3 separate regions of the Zea mays genome follow, and regions 1 and 2 are each linked to region 3. The links are chromatin contacts, called in public Hi-C maps. All regions are on one chromosome and are shown on one strand. Each heading gives the region's core, a stretch centred on a gene start, on an enhancer-like site or on the middle of the called end of the contact. The rest is flanking DNA. Distances are from core to core; before and after follow the strand shown. Region 1 holds the start of LOC103654297 (ethanolamine-phosphate cytidylyltransferase). Region 2 holds the start of LOC100283338 (serine/threonine-protein kinase NAK). Region 3 holds the start of LOC103654295 (protein LURP-one-related 8).

Evidence for each region. A called contact is a pair of places that touch in the nucleus more often than the background predicts.
Region 1: a Hi-C map of leaf shows a contact between it and region 3, with 6 times the contacts expected there. The contact joins the promoter of LOC103654297 here to the promoter of LOC103654295 in region 3. A contact is called at or near these places in 3 of 25 Hi-C or Micro-C datasets (endosperm, leaf and tassel).
Region 2: a contact with region 3 is called in a Hi-C map of leaf, with 2.5 times the contacts expected there. The contact joins the promoter of LOC100283338 here to the promoter of LOC103654295 in region 3. A contact is called at or near these places in 2 of 25 Hi-C or Micro-C datasets (both in leaf).

The regions. Positions count from the first base shown.
Region 1 is chr4:190,573,645-190,578,437 of Zm-B73-REFERENCE-NAM-5.0, forward strand. It overlaps LOC103654297 (ethanolamine-phosphate cytidylyltransferase), which reads right to left and starts at 1,959. Exons shown (of 9, transcript XM_008681128.4): 1 at 1,391-1,959; 2 at 498-733. The coding sequence starts at 1,722. It overlaps LOC103654298 (vacuolar protein sorting-associated protein 32 homolog 2-like), which reads right to left. Exons shown (of 8, transcript NM_001321407.1): 4 at 3,515-3,614; 5 at 3,245-3,330; 6 at 3,047-3,138; 7 at 2,786-2,900; 8 at 2,415-2,635. The coding sequence ends at 2,447.
Region 2 is chr4:190,474,633-190,479,029 of Zm-B73-REFERENCE-NAM-5.0, forward strand. LOC100283338 (serine/threonine-protein kinase NAK) reads right to left here and starts at 2,211. Exons shown (of 6, transcript NM_001156239.2): 1 at 1,678-2,211; 2 at 1-303. The coding sequence starts at 1,732.
Region 3 is chr4:190,342,212-190,346,562 of Zm-B73-REFERENCE-NAM-5.0, forward strand. LOC103654295 (protein LURP-one-related 8) reads left to right here and starts at 2,187. Exons shown (of 2, transcript XM_008681126.3): 1 at 2,187-2,413; 2 at 2,507-3,419. The coding sequence starts at 2,574. The coding sequence ends at 3,302.

The DNA.
Region 1 (4,793 bases), core at 709-3,208, 230 kb after region 3:
TGGGTACTACAACATAAGCTTTATACTGCATGCAGTCTCGGAAAAAAAAACAATAGTGGAATGCCCATCCCTTAAACATTTACTAATATAACACTTGGTTCACAATCATGGTTTTTAAAGCGGCAAGGCGGTCCAAGGCGTTGGACCACCGCCTGGACACCTAGGCGGCGCCTAGGCGAGGTAGGCGGGCAAGGCGCCTAGGCGTTAGACCACCGTCCGGACGCCTAGGCGACGCCTTAAGAACAGTGTTCACAATGATTTTCAAATGAGCAAATCAGCTGAGGAAATCTTCTGAACAGTACAGTGACAAAAGAAGTTTTTGGTAGACCTAAAGTCAATTGCAACATCAAAGGACAGCTATGATAATTCAATAAACAATAGCTAGCAACGGAGAACTAGTACCTAAATAATCCCCATTTCATAATTCAATATGATCATCAGCGAAGCAAACTTTAAATTTCAAAAACTGAAAGGAAAAACTAGAGTGAAATTAGTACCAACAATGTCTGTTGTCGACACTCCCTCGGTTCTCTTAATCTGCTTGTATCGACCAGCCTTTTTGGCAAGAGCATAGGCATCAGTACCATCAGGTAGCAAACAAGGATCGTCTCCATGGATAATGTAGTCTATGTTGTACTCATTGAATAGCTTGTTCATGAATTCTTCAGTTATGGCATAAGGTGCATCTGGAATGATATCATCCACCCATTTCACAGCACGGACCATTACCATTCTATATTATCAGAACAAAAAAAAAATCATCAGAAACTTGCTAAACAGCATATACCAGATTTGATAATCCCTAGCACAGAGAAGCAGATGCATAAATATCTGTACAGCCAGGTCACTCGTGAAGGAATAACACAATATAAAAGTTGAGACGAAATTAAGAAAAAAATCATTTGGGGATTATTTGCATAATATGCAGTGCCTCCTTTATGAAAGCGACAACATAAACACTAGTGCTATTACCCTTAAGGCCATAACTCAATTCGTGGATGAACCTATACTATAACTACCAAAAAGAACCCATAAATAAAACCCTCGGGATTGTTTCCTTTATTTGCAGATTGCAGACTTGGATTGATGAAAGAGAGATTTTTTCGAAACCGGTTGAGAGCAAAACATTTCTGGAGCAGTCAAGTGCATAGTAAACTCTTACAAACAATGGAATTCCCAAACAGCGCTCGACTGGTGAATTACTGCTGAAACTGGGGGGGTCATGGCCAGGTAGCTACGGAAAACAAAAACGTCACTCTCCTCCTAACCTGCGTTACACAACCGCACGCTACAAGTCTAGAATTACGTTTCGCGTCACTATCACCAGAGACTACAATAACAAAAGTAAGATAGAGGATATTGAAACGGAAAAGACTATCGACACCAGGACCTCTCGTGGAGCGGCGTGACGGGGGGTCCCTTGTTGGCCTTGATCTCGTCGTCGCTGATGACGCCGACGACGAGCTCGTCCCCGAGCGCGCGCGCCTGGCGCAGCGCGTTGCAGTGGCCGTAGTGCATCATGTCGAAGCAGCCGTCCATGTAGACGCGCACGGGGCGGCGGCGGCGACGGAGAAGCGCGCCGATGGGCGGCGGCAGGGGCAGGGGCGGGATGGCGGCGGGCCCGCCCGCGAGGTGGAGCGCGAGCACCGACGCGCCCAGCACGATGCCGCCGACGACGCACGCCGCCAGCGCCCGCGCGCTGCAGCCATTCCCCGCGTCCATGGGTGGCGGAGGACGGGAGAGAGGGGAGGCGCGGGGGCGCGTCTACGGTTCCTTGCGCGTGTGTAGGTGCGTGCCGCTGGATCTGGGGGGGCTAGGGACGAGAGGCTGTCGCCATGCGAGGAGGAGGAGCCGGCGGGGAGGAGAGGAGGTGTGGTCGCGGCGAGGTGGAGGCGGGGGCGGGACGGAATGCTCTGGTGGTGCTGGTACCTGTCCGCGCCTCCGGGGCAAAAGAAGAAAACGAGAGAAGAGGGGGCGAATATGCGTAGCGGAATTCTACACCGTTCGGTCTCTGGCTGCCATGTGGGGTCAACATGTCAGTAGGCGTCTCGAATGCACAGGCAGCACAGCCGTCCATCCTACCGAAACTCGTCGAATTTAATTTGATTCGATCCAGGGTTTTTGTTACATTTTAAAAATATATATATTTTTCTTAGAAATGACCAGAACTCGAGTGATCTTAGAACATCTTGGCAATTCTTGCATTTTACATGATAGAGTATAAGAATAATGATATCGCATCGTATCTGTTGGAACAATGGACCGCAATCCGAGACCGTCAAAGTCAAACTGCTTCTGCCGGCTGGCATCGTCCGCCGGACACCGACTAGATTCTCTCATCTATGCCGTGTCTTGTCTTCTAGAACAAGATGAATTTACAGCAAAACACGTGTGTACAATACAGGCGCAACGACGAGCTCGCTCACATCACATCACTGCTAGACAGCTAGAGGGCCATCTCTGCCTGAAGCCTGGTCAGCTCGCTCACATCACTGCCCTGTCTAGAAGACGCCGCCGCCGCTTTCGCCGATGGTTCCACGGACCGCCTCGCCGGCGGCTCAGGCAGCTCGTCCTCGATCTCCCCCTCCTCCTCCTCCTCCTCCTCCAGCTCTTCCAGCTCCGCTTCTAGCTCGTCCTGTTTTTTTTCCCACCTAAACTAGTTAGAGAAACAAATTTCTTCCATGCACAGGACTCCTCCAAGATGGCTGGAGTCTAGATCGTGCATGTGTGCCTGTATGTACCCAGTTCACAACAACAAGGGAGGCGAGATCAACGGTACTGGTACCTCGTCGAAGTCAGCGGAAGCGCCAATCGGCGTCGCAAGTGCCTGCTGCATCTCCCGCATGCTCTCCGTCTGCTCGTTCGCCTCCTCGATCGCCTTCTCGATGTCGTCCACGTTGCTGCACAAGGATTGCCCTTATAAGTTGGCGCCATTTTTATCAATAAATAATCTAGCAGTACGTGTACGTGGCTACGTGAGAGCGAGCAACACCATGAGCTCTGGGTTCAGCTTCAGAAGGCGCAGATGGAACCTTAGCTAGCTTACACTGATTGCTGCATCGCCTTGACAGCAGATGACCCCGAGCGCAGAGCGTCGACAGTGTCCGTGGTCGCCTTGGCGCTTTCGAGCATTATGATCTATATATATATATATATATATATATATGCACAAAACAACTTACTATCAATCTATCAAGCTCCGAGACGTGCGCCGTTTGCATTGCATGTATGTGTTTCCTTTTACCTGGTCATGGACTCGCAGCTGGAAATTCGATAGCTGCTCGATCTGTGTCTCGTACAGTTTCTTCTTCTTTAGGCACTGGATTGCGGCTGAAACGAAACAAACACGGAAGAAATCTCACGTACGAGCGAAATAGCTATTTTTTGAGAGAGCGAAAAGCTAGTATAGTTTAAGAAAGGTAAGCAGGCAAAATTTGCATATTTGACAAACTAAGGTTGTGGTGTAGGCGTGTAGCGGAACATAAGAATGGCGGATGTGTTGGCTCTTCCTTACCGTTCTTGTTCTTCGCTTTTGTGTAATCCTTCGCCTTCTCTATTTCCGCGGAACATTTCTTCTGGAGGAAACGCTCCTTCTTCTCCAGCATCTCTAGAGTCTGCACGCAAGGAGATGGAGGGTACGGAAGCACACCCAGTATGAAAGGTGGTAGCAATTTCCTCAAAAAAAAAAAGAAATCTAAGGTAGTAAGTTAATATCTTGGAACTGCAGATGTAAATTGGTCATCTGTTGGCAATAGCTGGTGGTGTGGATCGAGGGGCGTGATCACAGAACAGATAATCCACAATGTCAGCACCGGATACTATACTATATTGTGTCCTTAAAATAGATGTGAGTGCTGAATAAATGTTGACTAGGGCTGACCATCTCGAATTTAACTGACTATCCTAATTCCTGCCTAAAGTTCAAGCATTTCGGACAAGCCGGCAGCTTATGTCCAGAAGGATTTCTTCCTCTCTATCTCCCCCCTTTTCAACGAGGACTTCTGATCTTCTCTTGTTTGTTCCACTCTTATTCTATGAAAATCCAGTCAATTAAGAAATCTACATGATCATGTTACAGCATCCAGCTGAAGAAAGATAGGCTGTTTTATGACACTTGGTTTTAATATATATATATATATACTTCCACAATGTTGTGTTAATAGCAAAAGAGGAAAAAGCAGGGAGTTCTTCTGGCATAATCTTATGAAGGGGAGCAAGGCACCATTCTGAGAAAAAAGAACTCTTAGACTATCACCAGCAACGTTCTCTAAATTTCATCTTTTAAAGGAATATTCTCTATCCTTTACAGAACACTCTAAAAAAAATTATCCTCTATATCTTCTTCATCTCCAGCAGCATCTTCTAAATTTCGTTCTCTATATCTTATTTTTCACAAAACTGTGAAATAGTCAACGCTTAACGTCACCCCAACTGTGGGCCCGATCCATGGGGACTCTCGTCGCCTCCTCCTATTGGCTCCTGGTCTCAGGGGTGCATGTGGGCGCTCCTCCATGTAGTGTTAACCTTAGTAACCAGGTTCCCAGATCGATGGGATCGAGGAACGGGAACGCGGTACGCTACAAAAACTAGGATTTAACATTACTGGATCGAGATTGTTCCCACGTTCCCGGAACGGAACGAACGTTCCCGGAACGAGGAACGTGGCCAAGTTCCCGGTTCCCGGTTACTAAGGTGTTAACAGTGCACCACAATACCCATGCTGGCCAACAACAGTACTATAGCGGACGCACACTAGAATGCTAGACATAGCGTGTGCGACCAATGTCCGCTAC
Region 2 (4,397 bases), core at 961-3,460, 130 kb after region 3:
TGTTGAGCACCTTGACTGCAACAGGCAGTGACTTCAGCCCAACCCTGACATTTTCATCTATGTAACCCTTGTAAACGGTCCCAAATCCTCCTTCGCCAAGAACATAATCAACACGGAAGCTCTTTGTGATTGTCTCTAGCTCAAACAATGTGAAGGCAATCACATCGTTGTATATGGAAATGTTCTTGGCATCTTCAACTTTCCTAGGTGTGGAAGGGTCACTTATATCTGATGACATGCAGGTGTGCTTCCTATCTGCATTGGCGTTCTTGGAAGGCTGTTGTAACAAGTGGAGTTGCTGAACTGAGAGAATGAGAAGGGCATGTAAATTGGAAGTCCTCAGCACACACAAAAAAGAAAATATTAAGTTTAACTATTGCCCAGCACGTTACAGAACTGAATTAAGGACATACTAAGAATTCGTCTATGTAGAATTATATAAGCATATAGTATGAGTCCTAGAACTATACCATGTTTGGTTACAGCGACTAAATAGATTCTCAACACACTAGATGCAGTATACAAAGACAAATACCTCTGGCCTTGTTTGTTGTGTACGGCGTCAATGGAAAAAGTGAGAGCAACAAGTGGAAAAGGTGCTCTTTAATCCCTTTTAGCACCTTTTTGAGGGAACTAAAGCCAAGCCAATTAGTCCCTCTAACCAAACGGAACCTAAGAAAATTTGTATACCTCAAGGGTTCACGTATGTAGCATTCTAAGCATTTACTCATGATGAGATACAAAGTCCTATTTGGAAATTATTATAAAAGTAAAATAAGAAGTGGAAATGAATGAGTTGCCAACTGCTAGCATCCATTAAATGACCTTTCCCCCTAAAATAAGTACTTCTGAGTAGAAAGCAGGAAATAAATAAAGAAGAGATACACATGCACAAATTGATTACAGCAAGGGTAAAGAGGTCAGGGGACCAGATCTACTGCACAGTTGCATGTTAAACTAGAAAACCTCAAATTGCTTTAAAAAATGCAAGTAGCAACCAGTAGAACAGACTATGTTTATTCAACTTGGAGGATCGTGATTTTTTTATCCGTGCGAAATTGGAAGTCAATACTGGCGAGGAGGGCACAGAAATTGAAGCACGCTTGCCGTTAGATTTTCTCAGTGCACACAATCGAGTAGGCTTCGGGGGTGCAAGAATCAAGAAGATAAGGAAGCATAGAAGAGATCACAACCTGGAACTGGAACTGGGGCAAGACGAATCAAACAAGTTTTGAACTGACGAACAAATAACATGAGCAAACGAGGATAAATAGAACTGAAGTCCTAGGACCGGATTCATCTCAAGGATGGGAACGAACCATATAAAATTCATCAACCCCCTCCCCCCTTACTGAAGTATTAAAATCAAACATTTGGAGCGAAAATTGGCATGTGAGTTCAATCAAAAACCATCTTTTCCGTAATAACATGAGACACAGCCTGCCCGAGAATCGCAACCAAATCGTCACAACACTGATTGATCCAAAAGCCGCCACAACAGAAAGAGGGAGCATTTATGGCAAACCGCGGCGAGACAAGAACCAAGAGCCCAGGACCAGAGAAACAATCCACCAAGATCAAAATTTGATGGAGTTCGAAGCGCCGCAGCTGAGATCCAAACAAGCAGCGACAAGAGAGGGGGAGCCCGCGAGAAACCCACCACGGGCAGATGGATACCTTGCGCGTGCGCAGCGACGACGGCATTCTCCTCCCGTGTGCCGCAGTTGCCCATCTCCTCCTCCTCCCTGTGGCTCGGTTGCTCGGGTTCTTCCTCCTACTTGTGCCGGGGGTTGCCCAGCCTCTCATTCTTGGTAGGTCGCTTCATGCCATCCCGCCTCTTACTTCCTTCGACTCCGATACGAGACGAGATTGACGGCGGCTAGAGCTGCGGGCTGGGCGTTTCCTCCATGATGGACGGACAGGACAGCTGGACAGGGGAGCCAAGAGCCAGAGCAAAGCTGTGTGCAGCTCTCCCTTCCCTTCCCTTCCTGTGTGCACCAGCAACGCCTCAACCGTTAGCGGGAGCAGCAGCCGAGCTTGTGACTGCGGATGAATTGCGAGTGTAGTGTGTGTGACAGGGAGCGAGTGAGGGTCAGAGAGTGTTTCAATGGTGGAGAAAAGGAACGGTAGGGGAGAGGGGTGGTGGATCCCTTAAAAAGTGCAGTGCTCCCATTTCACTACACGGCAGCTGCCTTCAAGAAGAAGACACTCGATATTGGATATGAAATTCAGCAGACTATTTTATATCTATCCAAAATTTTATATTTTAGACAGTTCATTGAATGTTTACGACGGGGTGTGACCTTTATATTTCTTGTTCACTGGATTGGAAATTTACATGGCTGGACAGAGGACGTACCGCGGGAAAATTAGAGAAGGATAAAAGTTAGCACCTACCACATGTGAAAAAAATCAAAATGAGAATATGCCATTGATCAACTAAATCTTTTGGTATCCAGGAACACATTAAGGATTAGCAAAAAATGATTCAGTGAATCATTTTACTATTGCCCTAGTTTAGCATCATGCATTCTCTCTCTTCCCCTTGGCTTCAACTTCAAGTTGTTTCAAGGCTCATATAGTTCACCCTTTAAAATCTGATTTTGCTTTGAAAAATAAGAATATGAACCAAAGAGATCCAATTTCTCTGTTACTACTTGAAAAGGCAACATTTTATACTACAAATTTTAAAACAACTTAGAGTCTACCTTTACTGCTTATCAAGTTTAATATATTAATAAAGAGACACAATAAATGCAAACTAAAATAATTTTTAAAAATTAAGTATTATAATAAAAACAAATATATATTTTTAATAGAAATAAATTAAAAATAAAATTGTAAAATTTATTTATTAATTCAATGTATTAATCAAGAGATAGATAAATAAAAAATAAAATGGGATTAAAACTAATTAAATGTTAGAATAAATTTAATAAAAAATTATAGCAAGTGGAGTCTAGTTTTATTTGTAAAAATATCAGGAACATAAATGTAATCTTTTTCAATTAGATATATTGATTAAGATATATAGTTAAACAAAGTGCATATGAACAATGGGCAACTTAAAACAACTTTTCCATAGCATGCAACTCATAATAACTTTTTCACATCCTATAGTTGAACTAAACACACTCTGATATTCTCCTACTGATGATATGTATGTTTCACTATTATAGTTCATATTTCTTTGTGCTCACCTATACATTCTTATGTATTGCATAAAATTCAAATTGATAAGTGTTTCTACCATTTTTTTGTTCATTGTCTTAGTCTATAACTCTTGGCATCATAGTGAAACTATAATGAAGATCTTCAAGTCTTATCAACGACTCGTAGGCATATGGAAATAACATGAAGAGAAGGACAAATGCAACTAGTCAATCTCTCTTTTCTACTCTTGTTGGATTGTCCTAGATCTGTCATTGATAGAGGCAGTAATGATGAAATAACAACTTAACATGTCACCATAAACTAGAATTAGCTCTTCTATAAAGAGTAGAAATGGTATGTACTAATATAAGTTGATAAAGCTCATGATAGTTCATTAAAAATAGAGAAAGAATTGTGAGTCAAAATTGCCATATATATCTCGAGACACATATGCACTTCTCTTCATCTATGGAAACTTGTCCCTTTTGTTTGCTTTGGACCCATTAAAATCTAATACTTTAATATTATTATAGTTTATCTATTTTATCAAGACCTAACCATTTTGTACGATATATATGTGTTATAATATAGCTAACCAAACTCTCAAAACATGGTCCATGGGACCTTTGGCATGACAGTGGAAGGACCTTTGACATCATAGTTGAAGGATCGAGAAAGACAATTAGAAAGAGGTGAACCAAAAGCAGTTAAAATTTTCTTTTATAATAGTCGATGTCCTAAAGTTATCCTCTAGAAGCACCAAAACTTTCCAGCAATAATACCTTGAAGCCAACTATTGGCTTGATGTTCACTATAAACATAATGTGACATGATAGATACCAAAAAAATGTCACAACACTAGAAGCCCAAAAACAATACTCTCCACCTCTGTCATAAAGTGGCAAGAGTCTGACTCGAAACTCTCAAGCCAGCTGGTGACCAAAGAGTTAAGAAACGTTCCTCGGAACAAAAGCATCCAAGGAACATACGACATGAGAAATAGAACAAAGAAACTCTCAAAATGCCAAAAGAGTTGTTGCACATAGGCTAAGTAAGTTTGGTCAGTCCTTGGTAGTGGACAGCTAGCAACCCTACTTGTCGACTGGCGCCAAGTTGGCCGACTGTAGAACAGCCTTAGCCAGCTACGATGTTGGCCTAGCCAGTTGGAGGGGAGCTGGTTGTCTAACCCGAGTTACAAGAATCGATTCGGTTAGTTCAAGGAGTCGGTTAGGCCGGCTACGCTA
Region 3 (4,351 bases), core at 937-3,436:
CCAAAGGGTTTGAGAAGGTTAAATCTCCTTCTATTCAATTTTAACTAGAAAATAATATAATCCCCTTCAATCTCTCTCAAACCAAACAATCCTTTAGCGGTTGTTTGGTTTCTATAAACTATATTTTAGTCTCTCTATTTTATTCTAAATTGCCAAATGCAGAAACTAAAATATAGTTTTAGTTTACGTATTTGACAATTTAAGAACTAAAATAGAAGGACTATAAATTAGTCTCTAGAAATCAAACACCCTCTTAGACCTCTCGCAGCAGGGATAAAAGTAGATATCCGAATTGCTATAACAAATTTATCATTTTAAAATAGATATGTATGAAATTCGATACTGATTTTTATGTTATCAAGCACATTATTACAAATATGAATAGAAATTTGCATAAATTGTTTTATGCATCATTTACCCCCTCCAACAAAAAGGGTGAAAAAATATATGATAATATAAGGTTACCCATTCATATATTTTTATAAGCTCAATGCTCAGAATAAGAATACAAATTTAGACTGTCTCGAATAGTTATCTTATCTTATCTTGTATTTTAAACTTCACAATGTAATCCACATTACAAATTGTCCTATATCTTGTTTATTTATAATAAAAAATCAAAAAATATTTTTTATTCTTATCTCACAGATCGAGTTTTTTTAGCATTCTTAAACTTTATGTATCATAAACGTAACAAACATTCCAGGAGCGATCCTCAGACTTTAGAGGACACGTCATTTGTTCCACTGCGCATGAGGGGGTGTTTGGTTTGCCCCTGCTAAAATTTAGCCCCTATCACATCGAATGTTTGAACCTCCGTTCGGGGTATTAAATGTAGTCGGATTATAAAACTAATTTCTCAGCCGAAGATTAAAAAGTGAGACGAATCTAGTACAGTTGGTTGGGTCTATATTTCATACTCCTATTTGAAAGTCAAACGCTTGATGTGACCCGGGCTAAACTTTAGTCCACAGAACCAAACACCCCCTCGGTATCAGTAATTCAGTACATAGGTCACAACAAGTGTACAAGAGTCCTAGTTTTCAATAGTTTTCAGTACTAAAGCTGTGTGGGGTGGGTCATGTACTCATGTAAAATAGAGAAGGTGGCATGATAAATGATATTGTTTAACACAGTTTTGAAGAGTTAAGTTTTAAAATAAAGAATATTTGTAGAGTGAAGTTTAAAATACGAGATGTGATATAGGATGAGAGGCTGGAGATTGCCTGAGGCTAAGAATAAGTTCATGATAGATTCTGATCATTGGATTTAAATTAGATGGATTCTGTTTGCCGACTGAAAATAAAGCAAAAACCAGAGGCCTGCAGTTTAGCAAATCCTTTATTTATAATTTTTACAGTTTATAATGCAAAGTCCAATTCTGCGCCAGCATTTCTCTGACATATGGCCGTAGACAATTCTGCTGGCGTGTACTACACATGTCTGCACTAGACGCTTCTCGAGCCTCTGTTTCTTCTTCTTAGAAATAAAACAATACGTTCTCCCAAAAATCCGTGCGTGGAGATAAGATAAGATATACTATATCCAATAATATAGTACTCCTGAGCAGCAGGAGCCAAACCATCAACGACGACTCGTCATGGACTCATGGACAAGGAAGGCTAGCCTTTGCATCGGCACGCACTTCCATGCAACCTTTTTCTCTAGAGAATGCTGAAAGCAGCAACTGTTTTTCTTGACCGCAGACCTCCGTCCTACGATAAAATTCGTTCTAACAAATTACTTAGATTCAAACTACACTTAATGTATATGTGTTTGTAAATATGTCTAGACTTATTATCATTTATTTAAATATAGACATAAAAATATATATGTAATTTTTTGAATAGTGATACAAATTTAGAAGCTTTACTATTGATTTTTAGCTGATAACTACTAGGTTAAAGGTTTTCAAACAGAACCTATAATCTGGCAATGTTTGTTTTCCCTTTTCAACTTGTGGGCACCAAAAGAAAGGTGTTGCAGACCGTCAAATGGTCCAGCTTTCCAATCGAATCACCATGATGGTAGAAATTCGTCGCTTTTTAGATCCTCAACTCTTTAGACCACTTCATCTTTATTCGCACGTGATCTATATGATATTTTAAAAAAGAACCAAACAAACACTCTCGTCGTCGTCGCCGTCGCCGACCACTGCATCCTCGTCACCGAGAATATATCTTTATTAACCCAAATCAAGCAGATTGGTAGCCAGGAAATTGAGTGCACTGACGAAATGAAGAGAGTACATGTGGGCGGTGAGGAATCAGGTTCCTCCTCTTCCGTCTCTCCTCCCACGACAAAATGAATCGGTTGCTGGGCCTGGGTGGGATGGATGGTGAGGTCAGCGAGACCGTCACTTGTCAACAAAGAGAGCAGAGCGCCATCTTCTCCGCGCGGCCGGCCAGGCCAGGTATAAATTCCCTACGCTTCTCCCCCAACTCCTCGCCACCCGATCCACTCCAAGCGCAATGGCTCCTCCTTGCTTACCTAGGTACCTCTGCAGCTAGCCGCCATAGCAAGCTAGGCCGAAGCAGAGGATCTAACAGAGCGGGGAAAAGAAAAGAGGAGTAATGGCCAAGGTCCACCCCAACGCCGCGGGGTCCGTCGTTGCCACAGCAGCAGCAGTAGGCCGGGCCCCGGCGGAGGCTGATGGAGAGCCGTCCACTGTGCTGACGGTGTGGCGCAAGTCGCTGCTCTTCAACTGCGACGGCTTCACTGTCTACGACGCCAGCGGCGACCTGGCCTTCCGCGTCGACTGCTACGCCGGCTCCACCCGGCGCTGGCGCCGCGCCGGCGTCGTGCTCATGGACGCCAGCGGGAAGCCGCTCCTCACCGTGCGCCGCAAGACGCGGCTCGGCCTCGCGGAGCGCTGGGTCATCTACGACGCCGACGCCGACGACGGCACGACGACGACGGCCAGGGCCACGCCGCTGCTCTCCGTCCGCCGCCGCATCGGCGCGTGCTGCAAGACGCTGGCGCTCGCCCACTCCGCGGCCGCGGGCACCGACGACGCGGCGGCGGCGGCTGCACTGTCGTACGTGGTGGAGGGCTCCTACGGGCGGCGCGCCTGCGCGGTGCGTGAGGAGCGCGGGGGCGCCGTCGTCGCGGAGGTGCAGAGGAAGGAGGCCGTCGGCGACGACGTGTTCCGCCTCGTCGTGGCGGGGTCACGTCTCGGCGCGCCGCTTTCCATGGCGCTCGTCATCGCCCTCGACGACATGTTCCGCGGCGGGGCCGGCGGCGGCGGCTGGTCGACGACGCGGTCGTTGCTACGCAGGAAGAATTCGTCCATGGCTATATAGAATGGCTATATAGAATAGGAGAATTTTGCAAACATGGGACCGTCTACCAGACTTTTGGCACCACGGTCGGTCGTGGCAATTGAAAGCGTGACATCAAAATCTCCCTCATTTTGAATATTTAGCATCGCGCGCGCCTAATGATTATTAGGCATTGTGCAGTTACCGTCGTGCCCTCGCTCCGTTACATCCCTTGTCGCCGTCTTCTTCTATCGTCTCCCGTATTCCATTCTCCCTCTCTCTCTCCTCCTTTTTCCGTCACCGGCACCAGCGCCCTCGTGGCCAACAGCTGTGGTCGCGGGGCCGTTTCCTCGTCTGGCTTGTAGTTGTCGCCGCTATTGTCCACGTCGCCGCCGCCGCCGCTGAGCGTGACGCTGGCGGGGAAGATCTCCGACGTGTCCACGAACGAGGACAGGCACGGCTCGTCCGGCGCCGGAGCAGCCTGCTCGCGCATCTCCTCCACCTCCGCCCAGCGCGCGTCGACGTCGCAACCGGTCGCGATCCACGCTTCCTGCTCCTGTCACCGGTTCATGTCGTTGCTTAGGAATTTGATGAGATCCTGTTGCCCTTGGAAATATGTAGCAGAGCAGCCATAAATTTTTGTAGCAGTACTGAACTTCTAACAGATCAGACGGCAACTCTTGGGGTGGTTTTAAAGCGGGGAGTTTGCTATGTTTCAGGCGTTTTAAATTTTCACACAAAATTTAGAATTGCCATATATAAACTAGTGGCAGAAGAATAAAAAAACGACAACTCAAGATATAATATATATATATTTTTTCCATTAGCTAAATAACGACAAAATTGCATGTTATCGCAAGCAATGTACTACTAGTAGTGGTCAAGCACTGCACACTAGTAGATGTTGTAGTGTGTGCAGCTGCAGCCTGCAGCAGAGAAGTGACTGAACACTGAACCAAACCTCGTGGGAAGGCACTGCTGCGAATGCGATGGTCGCTGCATCATGCCAGGCGGCGTCAACGTCAGCGTCGAGAGCCTCGAAGTCTGCGGCGGGGCCATTGTCGAGATCCGGCGACACCCATGGAGGCAGC